2 separate regions of the Gossypium arboreum genome follow, and region 2 is linked to region 1. The links are chromatin contacts, called in public Hi-C maps. All regions are on one chromosome and are shown on one strand. The core of a region is the stretch at or near the end of the contact, and the rest is flanking DNA. Distances in the headings are between cores, read along the strand shown. Region 1 holds the start of LOC108458019 (histone H4). Region 2 holds the start of LOC108457616.

The links. Hi-C and Micro-C count contacts between places; a contact is called where the count stands out from the background.
Region 2: a contact with region 1 is called in a Hi-C map of leaf, with 2.8 times the contacts expected there. The contact joins the promoter of LOC108457616 here to the promoter of LOC108458019 in region 1. A contact is called at or near these places in 2 of 5 Hi-C or Micro-C datasets (both in leaf).

Annotation. Positions count from the first base shown.
Region 1 is chr4:103,922,046-103,925,335 of ASM2569848v2, reverse strand. LOC108458019 (histone H4) reads left to right here and starts at 1,533. Exons shown (of 1, transcript XM_017757248.2): 1 at 1,533-2,061. The coding sequence starts at 1,632. The coding sequence ends at 1,943. LOC128291677 (a long non-coding RNA gene) reads left to right here and starts at 3,262. Exons shown (of 3, transcript XR_008281499.1): 1 at 3,262-3,290.
Region 2 is chr4:104,125,643-104,128,902 of ASM2569848v2, reverse strand. LOC108457616 reads left to right here and starts at 1,984. Exons shown (of 2, transcript XM_017756657.2): 1 at 1,984-2,452; 2 at 2,854-3,260. The coding sequence starts at 3,011.

The DNA of each region.
Region 1 (3,290 bases), core at 284-2,783:
GCTCTGTTACGGGAAAGTAAAAGTTTATTGAATTCAAAGACTAGTTTAATGTCTGTCTTATTCAGTAATCCACCACTGATCAAATTCCTATGCATGGTAGGTACATAAAGAACATTATTTAATGCTAATGTTTTGCCAAAAGTAAGTATAAGTAAGATATTTCCTTTACCGAGTACTTTTGAACTGATAGAATTATCCATGTAGGCTTGTTCACCTTCAGCTACACTTTCAATTTCGATAAACATTTCTCTGTTGGCACATAAGTGTTTTGAAGTGCCTGTGTCTACATCCATTAAGCATTATTCTCGACTAGGTTCACTTTGGAAACCATCACGGTTGTTATGTAATCTGAATTTTCAACTAGATGTGCTTGTGGTTTGTTCTCATAATGGCAATCAGAGCACTGGTAGTTGGTTTGGTTGAGAGGCTCAAGCTTGGAGAGATCAAGAATATATTTGTTCATTGTGACAATATATTTGTTCATTATGACAAACATGTCTAATAGTAATATAAATTTGCTTCTAAATTGTTCGAAAAATTACTATTACAAAACAAATTCGTTAGCACCGACTGAATAAATAAAACACGTGTAAATAAATGAAATAATAATTGTGTCATGGAAAAACATTGCCTTAGAAGCAAGTTCACCTTGATCGATGTAATCGTATAGTGGATGTCACCCCTCAAGGTTAACATAATACTTTAATATTCGTAGATCCTAATAAAGAAGATCAAACACGTTTGGTATTGCTCTTCTCAAAAAGAATCGTGAAATAAGATAAAAAAAATAAAGCTTTAAAGTCGGTCAGAAAATTTGGCTGGAAAAACCACACTAGGTTCAATTTCCAAAAAAAATTGGAGGGTCACAAATAGTCTTACTTAAAATTCAATCTTTTAGACAAAATTTCCTCTAATGTAATTTTAGTAATATACCAAAGTTTTAGAGAAAAGAAAGATGAAAGAATCAAGAAGAATTAGTCCAAGTTCATTCTAACTTAAAATTAAAAAGAAAAATTGTTGCTGATGTGTCACTACCATATCAGTAATCATGGGTCAATTTAGTAGCCATTAATGGTCACACCAACTATTCCTTAAAAACTAATGATGAATGTTAGTCAAATGGCTGATATAGTTAGTTTTATAAGTTCAAGGCTAAATTGGAGCTAAAAGGTTTAGAGGGATTTAATTGAATTTTTTGAAATTGTTCGGTGCTTATAATACTATTAAGCTAAAAAAAAAAAAAAGCAAAGGTGGGAAAACAGAAAAATGAAATTTCAGGCGGAGGAATTTATGTCAACAATCCACCTCATCAATCCGGGTATATTACACTTGACCAACTACATTAATACACAGACACGGATTACTCTAATAAAACATAAATCTAACGGATATGCTTTTGCATCTTCTTCATCTTCAACCAACAAAGTCAAAACGCACGGATCACAAATATTTACCGTCGATAACATTCCATCAAACGGTCTATATTATTCTTTGTCATTGCTAACCCCGAGAAAGAGCCTTCGTATTTAAACCCCTTCACATCCCCCCGCTTCAAACAAGTTAAAAACTCGAAAAATAGGATCTTCACTTTACAGGCATTTTAATCCCTTAAATCTCTCTCAACCAAAAAAATGTCGGGACGTGGAAAGGGAGGCAAGGGTTTGGGAAAAGGTGGAGCGAAGAGGCACCGGAAAGTTCTCCGGGATAACATTCAAGGCATTACGAAGCCGGCAATCCGGAGGTTGGCTCGTAGAGGTGGCGTGAAGAGAATCAGTGGTTTGATCTACGAGGAGACGCGAGGTGTGCTCAAAATCTTTCTGGAAAATGTGATTCGTGATGCCGTTACCTATACGGAGCACGCTAGGCGCAAGACTGTTACGGCCATGGATGTTGTTTATGCTCTCAAAAGGCAGGGCAGGACACTATATGGTTTCGGTGGTTAAAGAGGATTTTTAGGAATTTATTATTTAGATTTTGCAAGTCTCTTGCAACAGCTTGTTGTTTTCATTTTGTTTGGGCTTCAATCTTTTAATAAAACTTGGTCTTATTTGATATCTTCAACTTTTCGTCTGAGTATTTGTTTCTGGGTTTTGTGCATCCAAGAACATTTGACCCACGCCCATGTGAATTGTGGAACTTGGGTTGGTGGGTTCTTTTAAAGGGTAAATTGGGTCAGTGTTTTTTGATGGATAAATGAACACTTCTGATATCCGGAAGCTCAACGGGCGTAGTGGTACTTTATTTTATCAATTAACATAAAACTTGAATGTTGAACATTTTTATCTTCTCTTTTAAACATTATTTAATAAATCTAAAAATAAATAAAAACATTATATTCAGAGCAAACTACTCTTTTTAAATAACCATAAAATTGATTTGCAATTTCTTTGAAATTAATCATACAACTTTTTATTAGTTTCTAGTGTTCTCCTTACTAGTAAAGTTTTATCAGGGCTAATTTTATTACCACCGAAATGATAAAATTAGACGAAAAATTTATAATTCAATTAGTCTCCTAACTTCTCCCTTGCACTCATCTCTCGCCACGCATACATGCAACGTCCCAAAGATAGTATTCATTTGTAAAAATAACTAGATTAACATATTTTTATGATTTAAAAATTATTTATAGAAAAATTATATAAAACTGTTGTGTATCTTATAAATGAACATTTTTCTATTTATATGAGTTTTATGCTTTTTATAAAAATATAACTATTCAATAGATATCAAATTGGATAATTACATTTATTAATAATGAACACAATTATATTAAGTATTATTTGAATAACCATTACTTTTTATTAATAATTAAGTAATTTAACTTTTAATAAAAGGAGCTGTAACAACTTGAAATTTTTGATCTTTCGTACAAGATTATTTTAAATTATCCGATCATAGATTCAATAAAAAATTAATTTTTATTGAATTTATTCATAATTAAAATATGAAAAAGCCATTAGTGTTTTAAGTTATTTTCTAAATTTTGGTTTCATCAAATTAAATTAAGAATTGAGGGTAAAATGATAAATTTATCATCAAACATATTTTGATATTTTAAAACATGTATGTGATTAAGTATTAAATTATGTAAGAGTGAACCGACAATGTAGTGTTTTGACTTTTCAAACTGTCTCATGTTTGCTTTATTTAATCTTAGCTACACATTGACTAGTCTTTTAACTCTTTGACCATTGGTGATATTTTAAACATGATAGAAATGAAAAAGAACCCATCTTTTTTATTCCTTTAGTTGGCCATGTCAAGAAAGCAAGGGAAAGAAACTTGTT
Region 2 (3,260 bases), core at 735-3,234, 200 kb before region 1:
AACTAGTCTATATATATATGCATGGGGTATGCATGACACGTCACATGTCACTGTCTGTTTATGATCTAACATATATAGATTAATTTACTCATTTTTTTGAGTGGAGAGATAAAACCATAATCTAACTCTTAGTACAAATACTTTCATAATATTTTTACCAAAAATATTTCATTATTACTTTATTTCCTAATTTTTATTATTTATAAATGAAAATATTCCCTTGCATGTTAAATATTCAATTATAAAATAAATTTCATGTTGATTCCATTCCACAATTCCTTACTTTGCCTCTATTTATAATCTTTGGTGAGTTGCCTTTACATATGTGAGATAGGATTGATAGGCACACCCACCATTAAAAAAGAGTGGAACAGTGGAAACACTTTCTTCATTAGCCTTTAACCATTTATCGACCAAATCCACGAAATTTATCAAAATAAGTGAAGAAAACAACAAAATAAAAGATCTCAAAAGATATTCATCAATTACTTATAAATCTCTATACAATGTGATGTTACTTATTATTAAAACCAATTAAATTAAAGGTAAATTAGTTTACTAATTTTTAAGGTACTTTTATTTTGGTCATTTAAAATGAAATTATTGTAATTTAGTCATTCAATTTTCATAGTACTTTCATTTTAGTTACTTAGCTAGTAAATCTCTTGCGAGTTAACTTATACACGTCATATCATATTCACATTTTAATTTTGGTCACCCAACTTTTAGGTCTTTTTCATTTTAGTCACAAAAAAATTCCTTTTAAAAGCATTGATTAGGTAAAAAAATAAAAAAGTAATATATTAAAATTTGTCAAATTATAATTGTTTATCATATTGCGAAAATTTTAATTTTAAAACATAAAATCAATTAAATAAATTATTGAATTTTTTTATACCTTAAAATTTTATATTTCAAAACATAATGTTAACCAATTTGTTCTGTAATATTTAAATTAATTAAATTAATCTCTTTTAAATTTTATTTTATCTTTTCATATTATTTTAATTAAATTAACTCGATAACTCATATTTGATAATTGTGTGTGAAGTTTAAATTTATTTTGATTGTATAATATCAAATCTTTCATACTAAGTTAAGCTAAAAGAAAAGAAAAATCATTACAATTAATTAAATTAATTGTTTGTTCTTCGTTGGGTAAAAGAATGATGAAAAATTCTGCATTTGTTTGCCATGGAAGATAAAATTAATTGATTTGATTAATTGTAAGGATTTTTTTTGCTTTTAGCTTAGTATGAAAGACTTGATATCATATAATCAAAAGAATTTTGGGTTTTATGTACAATTAGTAAAGATGTTTTATTTGAGTTGGTTTTTGAAAACATAAAATAAAATTTTAAGATTTAAAAGGAGACTAAATTAATTCATTTAATTATTTTCAATATTATAATAACTAATCGTTTGACACTATTAAGGTATAAAATATTTTCAATAACTTATTTAATTGATTTTAATGTTTTAAAATTTAAAATTTCAATATTGAAAAAAATTAGAACTTTCAGCAAGGGATAAACAAGTACAATTTGATAATTTTTAAAGCATTCTTTTAATTTTTACCATTTTTTCACATTAATCTTAATTTTTTTAACTACTCAATATTAGGAAATAGGATATTTTTTGGGACAAAAATGAAAGCAACTTAGAAGTCAGGTGACTAAAAATGAAAGTATAAACTTGATATGATGTGTATAAGTTAGCTGCCTTTAGAGATTTAACAATTGTGTGACAAAAATTAAAATGGCCTAAAAATCGAGTGACAAAATTGTAAAGATTTTATTTTTGGTCACTCAAGATTAAAATGATCTAAAAATTAGGTAATTTTCGTTTAAATTAATCTATTTGCAAGTATAATATTAAAATTAATTAATATAATTTTTTAAAGATGATGATATGGTAAAGAGAGGATTTTATTTTCATTAATATAAAATAATATTCAAATAAAAGGAAAAAAAAGAGGGGGAAAAAGGGGGGGTGGGGAAGAAAAGAGAAAATGAAAAAGATAAGTAATACCTGGTTGCAGGGAACCGTGGAGTATTGACCTCTAAAAAAGATGACACTGGAAAAAAGTGTAGCGTTACCGTTAAGTAACAGCGAGTTGAATCGGTGGTATCTGGTGTAGGCTTTTACTGACGAAAACCTCTCTATATTTCGATGTTGCTTACAATTCTGTTTCTCTCCTCATTCACTTGTTTTTTTTTTTGCTTCTCATTTCTCTTTTTTTTTTCTTTTCTCCTTTACGGCAAAACAAAGGAAGAAAACGAGAAAGTGTAAACGTATAATAGAGGGAAGATAAAGAACAATAATAAGTACGGAACAAAAGGGAAAAAATGGTCTGTAAGGTTGTGGAAGATGATGATTTGGTGGAGATTAGCATGATAATCGTTCGTAGAGGTCACTCTTCTTCTCGATTCCTCGATGCTTATCCCAAAAGGTACACTTTTAAGATCCCTTCATTTCTCTTCTAGAAAAAATTCCTTTTCTTTTTAAAAAAGTTGGTTTTTTTTCGTGGAAAAAGAAATAAGAATTGTTTCTTTTTTTGATGTTTTTGATTCAGTTTTTCCCACCTGTGTTTGGAGGATTTGGGGAGATTCTAGATAGTGTTAGATAATGTCTTTCTTTAGCAGCTTTTTGATAGGAAAATCTCTGTCTCTCTCTATAATCAGGTAGAGATTGAAGAGATTTTTTTTCTCTGTTTTTTTTTAAAATATTTGTTTCAAATGAATGTTCTTTTTGTTGTATTTTAGTAAGTTAGGGTTATTGGATTGATATAGTTTTGTTAATTTCTGTGAATTTTTGTGCGGATTGTTGTTTGTTCTGATGGATAAATTTTAGGGTTTTGATGGAAGGGAGATCATGTGGTGACTGATATGATGATGATGGTGTTCATAACGTTGTTGTTTTGTTGAAATCTTCGTTTTCGGGGGGGCAAAAATGGAAAAAATTAAACCACCAACAGCAGTACTTACCTTCTTCAACCGGATAAGCTGAAATGGGAGATTCTTTGCTCACAGCCTTGTTAATGGAAAATCATCACCCTTCCACCCTCTTATCTATGGATTCAAGTGCTTCTTCTCATGATGAATTGGATTTGGAAATGAATAGGCAAACTGTTCTTTCTCGGCCGCCTGATATCAATTTGCCTCTCTCCGCCGAGCGTAGCCCTCCCCCACAGCCATGGAATTCAGACCAGTGTGATATTTTGGATGTTGGGCTCAGTTCACAAGCATTTGAGATTGAGA